2 separate regions of the Mus musculus genome follow, and region 1 is linked to region 2. The links are chromatin contacts, called in public promoter capture Hi-C maps. All regions are on one chromosome and are shown on one strand. The core of a region is the stretch at or near the end of the contact, and the rest is flanking DNA. Distances in the headings are between cores, read along the strand shown.

Region 1 (6,491 bases), core at 2,989-5,488, 290 kb before region 2:
TTGCTCTAGCCACTTCCTGCTGTGTCACCTCTTCCTCAAGCCAGTTCTACTGCTGGTCTTCCTGGAAGCCCAGAGTCTGAAAAGAGGTCAGCTGATCCCTGCTCCAGTCCAAGTAAGCAGCATGTGAAAGAGAGAGACCTTTCCTGACTGATGCCCTCCGCTTGAAATGGGGCCACAGCACTCAGCTCAGCCACAGACCTGCTGTAGCTTCCATTGCTTGGGAGCTGTGTTCTCCCAGAAGGTGAGGGGCTCCTACCAGGCGGCAGGATGGACATCTAGGGAATGGTACTGCAAGGTAGGGGGCAGGATGTGATAGGATCCAGAAGAGACACCACTCTAAGGTGAAGGGCGTTAGGGGGTCATTTCAACAGCTGGGGACAGAGATTCTGAAATGGGAGAGAGAGAAGAGTCCCTCTTGTGATGATGAGAGAAACTAAGATATGCCCTCTGGCTGGCAAAAGCCCCACAGGCCTGGGATTTCTGCTATGTTTACTTCAGGTGATTCAACTTAACGCTTCCCACTACAAGGCCTGGTGGGCTCAGTTGTAGGGTGAGAGATGAACGGAGTCTAGCCCTTCTCTGCTGTCCAAGGACTCAGAGTCCAGCCCTCACCCCTGTACTGCTATAGTGGAGAGGCACTCCACCTACTGTTCATTGTGGAACAACTGCCTGTGCTTGTCGAGAGTGGCAGCTGAGAGGGGTGTTGGGTTGTAAGCTTCCTGTACATCCTAGAGGGGCCAGGTAGGGGCTGTGGCTTCACAGAGGCGCTGTACTCCCATCCTGGGGTGTCCCAACACTTCCCCGGGCAAAGTGTCCTGTTTCCAGAAGCAGGTCTCTGAGCATCACAGAGGACAGGCAGCTCCCCATGTCCCCCTTGGTGACCACCACTGAGTCCACTCCTCAGAGAGATGTGTCTTGTACATTGCTGCCTGCTGGGGGAAGTGGAAGGGAGGGGCAGCAGTGGCTCAGACACAGCAGGGCTCCCCCCTACCTCCTCTGTCTAGCATTAAGTCTTCAAACCTTCCATTTTCTTTCAGGAGATAACCTATACCCTGTCTTCCTGCAAAGGGGGATGCCTGTTTCAAAGGGCAGGACACTCCAGCCATGTGCCCCAAGGACTTGAACTTCTGTGAAGTGGGCTGACAGTGCTTCCTCAGAGCTGCCAGACTGAAATAGCTCAGCAGTGGAATCTAGAGGGAGCTACATTTGTGGAGAGCCAGCCTGCATGGGGTTGAGCAAGCCAGACCCTCTCTGTTTTGCATAGCACCTCAACTTGGGGGAATCAGGTGGAATTTTCCAGAATGTGGCCCCTTATTTCTAACCGACTGGTTTTCTGGGAAATGACAGCCTGACCTCATGGGAGCTGACCTCATGGGGAGCTGACCTCATGGGGAAGCTGAGCTCAGCTCAGTTCTAGTTTCACTAAGACTTCTTGCCTTCAAGAGCTGAGGGAAGGACAAGGATAACATGAATGGTCCTGTCTATTCTTGTAGCTCAAATGGTCCAGCTCAGACTACACCTAGGGCTGGCTGCAGACAGGTCTGCATGACAGACAGGCACACTCAAGAGTCAGGGAGCAGGGGCTGGTCCCTGCTACCTATGTACTGTCAAGCTTTGGCCTCAGGTGGCTGCCTCCAGCCAGATGGGACCCTTAACTTCAACAAGGCCACTCCAAGAGTCACCAGGAACCCCCTGCCCTGGATCCCCAGTGTAGCTACAGACGCTCCTCCCTTTGCTCTGTTCCTGTCCCTGGTCCACTACCTGGGCTCAGCAGTTATCAGAGAGTGACATCTGAAAAGAATTTGTGGACACTGCAAGCCTTCACATCTCCCTGCTCCAAACCCTGGAGCTGTGTCTTTAGAGAGCATGACTTACCAAGTCCAGGTTCCCCCTTCCCCACTCACAGGGTCTGGGCCTTGAACATGGGTCCTTGTCCCCAATCCCAAGAGGAGGCTTAGACTTTTGGGGGTGGGGAGGATATACTTGTCTGACCTACATTTTGGGAAGACACCCCCCCAAATCCTGCAGGGATAGTTCGGTCTGTAAAGACCGCCTAGCCTCGCCCATTCCATCTCCCCAGCCCCTCCTCTCTAACGATCAGCTTTAAGGGGTTTTCCTGCCTTCCTTCAGTGACCTTCAGTGCCTTGATCTCTAACTAGTGCCCTTTCCCCTCATCCCCCATTTGACTTCAAAACTGCAGCCCAATCAACTTGAACTCCAGTTGTGCTGTGGATGTTTCTAGAAAGAGACAACCAGGAAGAGTCTGGGAGGAGTTTGCAACATGCAGGTTGAACTGGTTATCAGAGTTCAATTCAAAACAAAAAGGAGGGGGGCAGGTTAAAGGTTACAGGGGTGGGTGTGGGGTCAATGAGACAGTTTAGAGGTAAAAATCACTATGAGTTTGAGGCACATTTTGGGCCAGCCTGGGCTAACTAGTGAGTCCCTATCTCAAAACAACAGCAATAAAAAGTTACAGTGGCCATCCATTCTGCAACACTGGCCCAACTGCTTGCTTTTTTTTTTTTTTTTTTTTTTTTTTTGATTTTTCGAGACAGGGTTTCTCTGTATAGCCTTGGCTGTCCTGGAACTCACTTTGTAGACCAGGCTGGCCTCGAACTCAGAAATCCACCTGCCTCTGCCTTCCGAGTGCTGGGATTAAAGGCGTGCACCACCACGCCCGGCGAGAAGCAATCTTAAATCAGTAAAGCTAACTAATTGGGGTGAACATGTTCTGAGATGGAGATGTGGCTCAGTCATGGAGTGTTTGCTTGGCAGCTGTGAGGCCCTGGGTTCCGGTTCCTAGGCTCCATCCTCAGGACTGCTCAAAATAAATAAATGAAAGTCTCAGAGCCACTATACCAGAAACTGCACAGGAGTGTAAGGGCAAGATTCAGCCCAGTCCTCAGGGATCCAGCTTACCGAAATAGTCAGCAGTTGAGAAAAAACCAACCATTCTAGACTCTCTCGTCTGAGCTAGCTTCTTTTGTCCTGTCTTGAGTTATATATAGTCTTTTTTTTTTTTTTTTTTTTTTTTTTTTTCCGAGACAGGGTTTCTCTGTATAGCCCTGGCTGTCCTGGAACTCACTTTGTAGACCAGGCTGGCCTCGAACTCAGAAATCCGCCTGCCTCTGCCTCCCGAGTGCTGGGATTAAAGGAGTGTGCCACCATCCCCGGTTTAGCTATATATAGTCTTTACCTAGAAGGGAACAATGGAGTCTGGAAGAGAATAGTTCCTGTCAGGGTAAATGGCCAATAGAATGTGGCTAAGGGGCTTGAGGACAAAACCTGCTCAGGGCTGTCTATCTGGGCATTGCGGTGAGATGTCTCCTTAGTTAAGAGAACATATTGCTCTTTCTTGGGACCCAGTTCCCACCACACACATCAGGTGTCTCACAGCCTCCTGTCACCAGCCCCGAGGATCTGATGACCTCTGGCCTTCTTAGGTGAGCGTGCACACACACACACACACACACACACACACACACACACACACACACACGGTGCACATAAATTCATGCAAGCACACACACATACACACAAAAAATTAAAAACTAACAGATCTTTAAAGAAATAAAGAGCCAAGAGGGCCACATCGTCCTCCGCTGTTAAGAAGAGTCCTCCGCGCTGCCTGGTGGTTGTCATTACTGTGTCACAGATAAAGATGCCACACATTTCAAGTTCCATTGACAGAAAAGCTAGATAGGTCTTAAGAACATTTAGCAGTTCCTAGACGGGAAAATGACACAGGAATTGGAGTTGGACTTCCCTCTGGGCACCCAGCACTTATTGGCTACGGACTTTGTCAAACAGTTTTGTCTCTCTGTTCCTCCGTTTCTCCACCTGGCAAGTGGAGAAGGTGACATACATGAAGCCAGGGCACGGTAGTTATCTGGAAGTGTTTCAGAATAATAGAAAGCTGTCCCTTTCTGCATGTGAAGAGTTGAGGATGGACTTAACTTGAAAATAAAAGTTAACATCATTTTTTCCGTTAGGGTAACATGACCACTTCCTTCTGCCTTGGACATGGGCCTTGGCCCTTTGATTTAGTGGGCTGAGAAAGGCGTTCCTCACGCAGGCTTTCCAGAACTGGGACGCCCGAGTATGCTTGAATACAGACTGTAGATTCTAGATTTTTAAATAGAGTAAGGGCGGGGAGACCCACCTACTCGTCCATGTCCGACTCGGGCATGCTGGGACTTGCAGGCTGGCTGTCCGTCCTGTGACGCCAGGGCCGCTGGGAAATGTAGTCCTTAATCTGCCCTGGAACGGAGGTGTCCTGCAGGCCCACCGGTGACAGCTCGGGAGGTAGGCTGCAATGACAAGGATCTGAAATAAGTGCAGAGTGGGAGGGGGCTTGCAAGCTGGTTGCTGGGGCCCTTGTCCTGTGGGTGCCAGAATGGACACTCCTAACCTGCTGCTGATGCAACGGGGCCTGTTGGGTGGGGTGAGGGGCAAGGAGCAACGGGACACCCACAGGCTCCGAGGAAAGAGCAGCGGGGCTGGGTTATTTCTCCAGAATAAGACCCTCCTAGCTGAGACTGAGGCGAAGGCTGTCTCCCTACCCCTATTTGGACACACCACCAACCTTTCCCAGAGAAGAGCCAGATGGACCACAACTGCTCCCTGAAGAGGGCATCAGAGCTGTACCCAGAAGCAAGGAGACCAGAGAGCATACTGAACTCCACTGGGAACATCTGGGGCGACACCGAGCAAGGGGCAAAGGGGTAGAAACCCATTTTCTGGAAACGTTGAGAGACCCATTGTAGGAAAGACGGGGAAGGCCAGAAGGAGAAGAGAGATGACCAGGCTCTCTCTTTTCCCTCCACAAAGGCCCCTTTCTTCATCCCCACAGCCCCCCGAAGCAGCTCTAATACGGAATGGGAGGTTCCCACCTGCCCTACCCCAGGGTTTGACAGCTCAGCATGGACCAGTCTGTGGCAATCCAGGAGACCCTGGTTGAGGGGGAATACTGCGTCATCATATCCTTCCCAGTTGTAGGTTGCCATCCAGATCGTGCCTGCTTCAGCCTTGGGAGGTGGGATGGAGGGTGTGGAAAAATTTCTCTCGAAGCCATATGGGAAAAGGTAAACCAATATTTACCAAGTATTCACTTGGCTCTGGTCTCTCTACCAGGTGCTTTACATAGGTAGCTATTTTCTCAACCAGCTGCAAAGTTGGAGACTATTATACCCATTTTGCAGATGAGGAAAACTCAGAGAGGTGAAGTCGTTTGCCAGTGGGAGAGGGAAAGGCAGCGTGGTGGAGTGGGCCGGATGGGGAGTTTCGCCCTTTGGCTTTCAGTTTCCCTTCACTCTGAGCAGCAGGCAGTCCAAGGTGTGCTGTGTAAGGGAGATAGCCGGCAGAGCCGCCTGCTCGGGCTGGTGAGGTACCGGCTGGAAAATGACGCCCAGGAGCATGCGTAAGTAGGGCTCAGACTGCCTGTGTGGGCCATGGGTGGTTCTTCAGTATCCTCCAGCTGGACTTCAGTCATTCTGTCTGAGTCTCCTAGACTAATTAACACAATGATAGTGTTCTGGAACACCGTGTTCTAAGCCTTTAATAATCAGCAAGATGTGATGTGGAAGCTTTTAGAGGAGAGGCAGTTATATCAAACTTGGCCAGATTTTGAGTTTGTGTGAGTGCCCGAGTTTAAATCCGGATGCTGCAATCCTATGCAAATTGTTCTTCATAGCTCCATTTACCCAGAGTAAAGTACAGAGGGTTGAACTGGGAACGAGCGAGCACATGCACCAGGAAGCTGAGGCAGGACTGTCACAAATTCCAGGCCATCCTGGGCTACATTCTAAGCACAGCCTAGGCTACAGAGTGAGACCCTACCTCAAAAAGGGAAGGGATGGGGTTGAAGAGATGGTTGGAATGTGTACTGCTCTTGCATCACTGGACACTGTGCATGGAAAGGGCCTGAGCCATGCGTATGGCTAGGGCACTGCCAGCTAAGCACTAGGGACCCACAGGTGACCACAAGCACTCTAAGCTGGGCCTTCCACTCATTTCTGCCCTTAGTCTCTTCCTGTATACACACCGGAGGATGGCCATCACAGGAGACGATGTATCTCTGGACCAGATAGTGCCACTCTCAAAAGATTTTATGCTGGAAGAAGGTGCCAGTTGGGCCGGGTGGTATGCTCTCCTCTGGGTGGCCCCCAACTCATCTCTGCCCTCACTGTAAGGGAGGGTGGTGGCTATGTGGGTGGGACAGGGATGTTCAGTTGCTAAAGACATTCTCGTTTCCTTCCCTCAGTGTCCCCAGATGGTGAACTCTACATCCTTGGTGAGTAGCCCTTTCAATCTGGGTCCCTGTTAGGTCAATGGGACAGGTTCCAAAGACAGAAAGATGAACGAGAACATGCCTGGATGGGAGTGATGCTAGGTGCCTGAAATCCTAGCATGTGGGAGGCTTGAGGCAGGGGGATTGCCTTGAATTTGAGGTCAGTCTGGACTTACATTGTGAGTTCTAGGCAAGCCGTAGA
Region 2 (6,107 bases), core at 2,994-5,493:
ATGAGAACCAGAAACTCTGGGTCAGACTGGAGAGATGGCTCAGCGGTTAAGAGCACTGACTGCTCTTCCAAAGGTCCTGAATTCAATTCCCAGCAACCACATGGTGTCTCACAACCATCTGTAATGGGATCCAATGCCCTCTTCTGGTGTGCCTGAAGAGAGCAACAGTGTATTCACATATATAAAATAAATAAATCTGAAGAAGAAAGGAAGAAGAAGAAGAAGGAGGAGGAGGAGGAGGAGGAGGAGGAGAAGGAGAAGAAGGAGAAGGAGAAGAAGAAGAAGAAGAAGAAGAAGAAGAAGAAGAAGAAGAAGAAGAAGAAGAAAAGAGGAAGAAAAGAAGAAGAAGAAGAAGAAGAAGATGAAGAAGAAGAAGAAGAAGAAGAAGAAGAAGAAGAAGAAGAAGAAGAAGAAGAAGAAGAAGAAGAAGAAGAAGAAGAAGAAGAAGAAGAATTAGCAGTAGTAGTTCAGGTCATCCTTAGCTCCATGCCTAGGCTATATGAGATCCAGTATCAACAAAACAATAACAACAAAAAGAGGAAAACATCCCAATATACAAGAGTCACTAGGGTAGCTAGGAATATTGCTTTAGTAGTCGAGTGTTTAACAAGCATGGATAAGGCCCTATGCTATGTGCAATCCCTAGTATCATTCGGGGTAGTGGGACATGGCTGTGTAGCTCAGTGGTAGACACTTGCCTAGCATGCTGACGGCCCCAGTTTGACCCTAGTGCTGGAGGGGAAAATAGATCATTAAAAGGTAGGTTATTAGCCGGGCATGGTGGCACACACCTTTAATCCCAGCACTCAGGAGGCAGATGCAGGTGGATTTCTGAGTTCAAGGCCAGCCTGGTCTACAGCCAAGGCTACACAGAAAAACCCTATCTGGAAAAAACAAACAAACAAAAAAGGTAGGTTATTTTTTACATTTGAGCCCCTATCTTTAATCAAGTGGGAGCTGGGGAGAGGTTCAAGAGGCTGCATTTTTAACACCCCCCCGCCCAGTGATTTTGATGCCAGTGGTCCTCAGACCACTCTGAAAAATGTCTTCCTTAGAAGCATCTGCTTTTACCCACCGGACATCAACGACAAGATAAAAGTGAGGCCAGGCTTCTCTGCTGCCTGTGAGAACAGCAGCATACAGCCAAGGCTTGTTCCAGAAAAGAGGCATGGTCTCTGAGGGATTCTCCCCATCCATCGAGACCCGTGGCTACAAGCCAGAGGATTTCAGAGGATGAGGTGCTAATCCGGGTCTGGAGAGAGAGAGAGAGAGAGAGAGAGAGAGAGAGAGAGAGAGAGAGCAAGCATTGCTTCTGCACGCTATGGACTGAGTCTGCAATGTGTTCATGTACCATAAACTTGAGGAACCACCCTGCAAGCTTTCAGGTCGTTAAATCCTTCTCTGTTGTATGTGGTCTATGAGTATGGCAGAATGTATGGAGAACTGTGTTCCTGCGGGTGTCTTGCCTCCTCTAGTTGCCTGGCATTAAGGAGAAAAAAAAATGAGTGAAATATAGTCACTGTATTATAACTGTGGGAAGTAGATTAGTCGAAGCGCAAGGGTAACGTGAGTGTAACTGGCCTCTGTCAGGCACTTCATCTGCTGGTAGGACGGAGGATGGTTGTCAGGCTCAGCAAATGCTGTTTGAAGGGTTGATAGGTCAGGCTGTAAAAGTAGATGGGAAATTTGTACAGTGAACATAAGCAGGGTAGGTGAGTAGAAGAGAAACAACCCACCATATCATCTGGGAAAATAAAACTCTTTGGCAAGACTTCATAACAGCCTGATTCAAAATTTCATAATGAAATTATGTCTCTGATCAAAGCCTGCATGAGCTCATGAGCTGATTTTTGCCATTCGTGTTTATTCTGGTTTGCACCAAGTTGAAGCATCAGAAACACATTAATCTAATCTTCTTTCTGGGAGGAGGCTCTTGTACCCTCATCTGGGGATCAAAGGGATGGAGGATTGCAAGGAGGATCTTTAGCCCCTCACTGAATGTGCACTTTTGATTGGTTCTTTGAGTCCCCTTAGGCACATATGAGGGGTAGGGCCTTCCTAGGAGAGTTGAGTCTCCTGACACTTGCCCTTGAGGCAAGAAAAGCAAAGTTTAAGAAGGGAAAGAGACTCCCATCTCTCCTCTGGACACAGTCTGCTTTTGCTCTAGAAAGAATATTTCGGGGTTTGTTTGTTTTAGACTCAGAGAAGCGCTCAACTGTACCTCTTTCAACTGGAGCGCTTCACCACAGGTTTTCTTCTTACAAAATGAACTCAGATCCAATGGCCCCACACTTCTCATGGATCTTACTCAATCAGCATTTTTCTGGTCCTTCTCGAAGGCACACAGATAGGCACTCCTGTCAACTCAAGTCCCAACAGAAAAGGCACTTGGTTGAAATCTGGGAAACAGAATTCCCTGGGTCTCATGGGGCCCTTTAGACAAGAGGTACCCCCCCCCCACCTCTGTCCTTATTCATCCAAGAAAGATTTAGTAAGGCCTTATTTTATGTCAGATGCCTGTTCAAAGTGTTTTTAATTTTTAAGCCCAGGGGACCTTTACATACTTAACTGCACCTTTGTGACAGTCTCTCTCTCTCTCTCTCTCTCTCTCAAGATAATGTCTCAGAGGGCTGTGGTGGCACACCGCCACACTGGAAGTGGCACACACTTTAATCCCAGCACTCTGGAGGCCAGCATGGACTACAGAGTGAGTTCCAGGGCAGCTAGGGCTACAAAAAGGAACCCTATCTCAAAACACAAGCAAACAAACAAACAAAAAGATAATGTCTTTTTCTACAGTTTGGCTTGTATCTTCCTATATAGCCCAGGCTAGACTAGCCTTGAACTCACGGCAGATAGTCTAACCTCAAATGCTGAGGTTAGAGGCTCATGCCAACACACTCAGCTTTGTTACGTTCTGGGGACACGGAGGTGAATAACGTACCTGATTTCCATTTTCCTAAGCTTATGGCCTAGACCCAAGAAAGCAGCCAATGCTCTTGTGAACAGAGTCATTTCGGGTAGTGGCATGTGCCGTGAAGTGAGGTGGGATGGAATAACAGGAAGAGAGTGGCTGACTTAAATCAGTAACTCAGCAAATACTTCTGCCAAAGGAGCTGCTGCCAGATAGATCAAGAGAATGTAGTTCCATTTAAAAACAAGTGAACAGTGAAAAAAATCTTTTGGTGTAGGGTCTCTCTATGTAGCTCAAGCTGGATTTGAACTTGTGACAATCCTCCTGCCTTAGCCTCTCAAGTATATCATGTTTCCTTAGATCCTTTAAGTTATCCTAAACGATGATTGGAATATAAGCTAGAAAGTGTGTTTATTTATTTTTAACCTGAAATTCAAATTTCACTGTCTTGTATTTTTTTTCTTGATGTTCTCCTCCCCCCCTCCTGCTTCCCCCTCCTCCTCCTCCTCCCCCTCCTCCTGCTCCTACTCCTACTCCTCCACCTTCTTGGAGACAAGTCATGCTATATAATGTGGACAAGTCTGGAACTCCTTCCTCTGCCTTTTGAGCATTGGTATTATAGGTGTGTGTCACCATGCTGATGAATTTGCTAGTGTTTGCAATCCTATGGATAGAGGATATTTGAGCAGGAACTGACCAGAAGGAACCAGCGATGCCGATTCAGGGAATGTGTGATCAAACAGAGCAACATTCAGTGTAAATGTCAGAAGAGGGAGAAATGAGGTCAGAGGAACGGAGCCAGATCACAAGTTTTGTAGGGATTGGAAGGAGTTTGAATCTGTCTCTCTTTGCGATAATAAACCATTGGAGAATTTAAAATCTCTCTCTCTCTCTCTCTCTGTCTCTCTCTCTCTCTCTCTCTCTCTCTCTCTGTCTCTCTCTCTGTCTCTCTGTCTCTCTCTCTTTCTTTCAAGCTGAGGCTTGAATCCAAAGTCTGTTGTTACTAAAAACTGCTCTACTCCAGCCTAAAATTTAAAGGCAGGTATGACCTGTTCTGATATTTGCCCGCTCTTGCTGGAACACTTTTAGAAAGGTTCAGAGGGCAAATTCCCATCAGCTCATGCACTGGGCCGAGAACAGGCTTCTCTCTTTTTCTCTTTCTCTCTTTTTCTCACTAAACCCAGGACTGCCCGGTGCCCTGGACGTTGCTATGGAAGGGACGCTTGACGGTTGCTAGACCCGGGGGAGGCGGGAGCAGGACAGAGGCGGAGCCGGGTCAGCCTTAGGCAAGCGCCGCGCGCTCTCAGGAAGTCGCGTAGCGCGAGCGGAAGTGACGTCGCGCGTGTTCAGGGTCCAACGTGCTTCACACAGGACGCTTTCCCGGCTGGGAAGTCGTGAAGTGGTTTACCTCGCGAGTAGCAGAGCGGTGTCGGTACTGTCGTCAGGATGGTGAAGCCCAAGTACAAAGGACGGAGCACCATCAACCGCTCGGCGGCCAGCACCAACCCAGGTACGGCGGACCGGGCGGGACCAGGCCGCAGGAGCCGTCGGGGACGGAGGAAGGCCCGTTCCGGCCTGGGCGGCGGACCCGAGGTCTAGGCACCTGCTCTAAAGTTGGGGGATGAGTCACGCCAGCCTCTGGCAGCCCCGAGGCCTCTCAGGAGGAGGTGTAGAGAAAGGCAAGTTAAAAGTGGGCTAGGGTCCTGGAGTCCTGGCACATGCCTGTCATCCCAGCACTTAGGAAGCTGAGGCAGAGGGGATCACGAGTTAGTGGCTATCTGGACTACAGGGTACAGACTGAAGACACAGAGTGGAGTAGGTTGGCCCAGGTGGCATTTTACCCTTAACCATAGCATTCGTGCCACCTTAGCTTTGACCGTGGAATCAGACCATGCATAAGCAACACTTCAGGTAAATATAGTGATTTCAATAGAGGTGGTTTTGAGATACGAGAAATTCCCATCTACAGGGCAAACAAAACAGGCTTTCGAGGAGTCCCTCCCACTTTGATTTAGCTACTAAAACTGTGTTTAAATATGGGTTAGTCATAGAGGGGCTTGGTGACGCATCCCTGTAGTTCCCAATACTGGGAAGGCAGGACAGACAGATCTCTTGTGAATTCGAGGCCAGCCTGGTCTGCATAGTGAGACTGTCTCAAACTGGTGGGGGGAAAAATTAGGTATACTCTTGTCTCCGTAAGGCTGCAAGGATAGCTGACTTCTGTATCTCCTTGTAATTTGCATAATTAGGGTTTTGATTAGATTTTTTTAAAAAAATGATGAAAACACTCAGAGACTGGAGAGAACATGGGGAGAATAAGAGCTCACTCGTACTGCTGTTGCAGGAGGACCAGAGTTCAATTCCAGTTCAATCAGCTCTCACCTACCTGGAAGTTCAACTCCAAGGGGAATCTGATACCTCTGGCCTTCAAGGCATCTACCCACATATATCCGTATAATGTTTAGTACTGTGTATGTAGCAGTACTAAAGGAGAACATGCAGGAAAGTTGCTGCGTTACTTTGTGATCTTTTATAACTGTATTAAGTCACATAATACCATGCATTTGGAAGATTCACTTGGGATTGGTTGGTGATTAGTGTGATGATGTTTCTAAGCAGGGGTTAAGTTTATCAACAGCTGAAAAATGTAGACGGAAACCTTGAGGGTTGGTAGGAAGAGGGACTCAGGAAAAGGATAGGTAGCCAGATGTGTGTGGGCCGACTTCTCAGGAGAGCCCTCCAGGGGTTTAGTTTGATTTTGGGTTCTCTCTTAAAATTTAGAGTGGGAGGGGCTGGAGAGATGGCTCAGGGGTTAAGAACGCTGGCTGTTCTTGCAGGGGACCTGCAGTGATTCCCAGCACCCATGATACAGACGACCATCTATCTGTAACTCCAGTTCCAAGAGATCTGCCACCCACTTCTGGCCTTCACTGACACGCTGTGTGTGTTTAGTGCAGAGACATGTGGGCAGGATATGGTATTACATATTATACTTACATATGAAGTATAAATAAATAAAATTATTAAAAATTTAGGACAAGAGAATTAGTTATGAATTCACAAAGAGGGTTTCTAGATATGCTGCTTCTAACCTCAGAAGCTGTGGGAATCAGTCCTATAAGCCATGATTTGTGTGAAATTTAACCCAACTTTTAGAACCCATCATCATCTCTTGAAAGTTAAGACAGGTGGT

Evidence for each region. Promoter capture Hi-C pulls out the DNA fragments that hold promoters and counts their contacts.
Region 1: a contact with region 2 is called in a promoter capture Hi-C map of liver, with 2.9 times the contacts expected there. The contact joins the promoter of Inpp5b here to the promoter of Gnl2 in region 2. A contact is called at or near these places in 4 of 39 promoter capture datasets (cranial neural crest, liver and pre-B cells), 2 of 484 Hi-C or Micro-C datasets (cardiomyocytes and embryonic stem cells), 2 of 115 datasets of contacts at active chromatin or transcription factors (bone marrow-derived macrophages and embryonic stem cells) and 2 of 9 other capture datasets (adipose tissue and pancreatic islet).

Annotation. Positions count from the first base shown.
Region 1 is chr4:124,737,612-124,744,102 of GRCm38.p6, forward strand. It overlaps Inpp5b (inositol polyphosphate-5-phosphatase B), which reads left to right and starts at 4,239. Exons shown (of 24, transcript NM_008385.4): 1 at 4,239-4,305; 2 at 4,853-4,979; 3 at 5,325-5,419; 4 at 6,025-6,122; 5 at 6,263-6,292. The coding sequence starts at 4,923. Gm12915 (predicted gene 12915) reads right to left here. Exons shown (of 4, transcript NR_151694.1): 3 at 4,163-4,310. It overlaps Gm32117 (a long non-coding RNA gene), which reads left to right. Exons shown (of 2, transcript XR_376640.4): 1 at 1-241; 2 at 1,038-2,494. Mir698 (microRNA 698) reads left to right here and starts at 6,170; the gene lies at 6,170-6,278.
Region 2 is chr4:125,025,771-125,031,877 of GRCm38.p6, forward strand. It overlaps Gnl2 (guanine nucleotide binding protein-like 2 (nucleolar)), which reads left to right and starts at 4,244. Exons shown (of 16, transcript NM_145552.2): 1 at 4,244-4,424. The coding sequence starts at 4,361.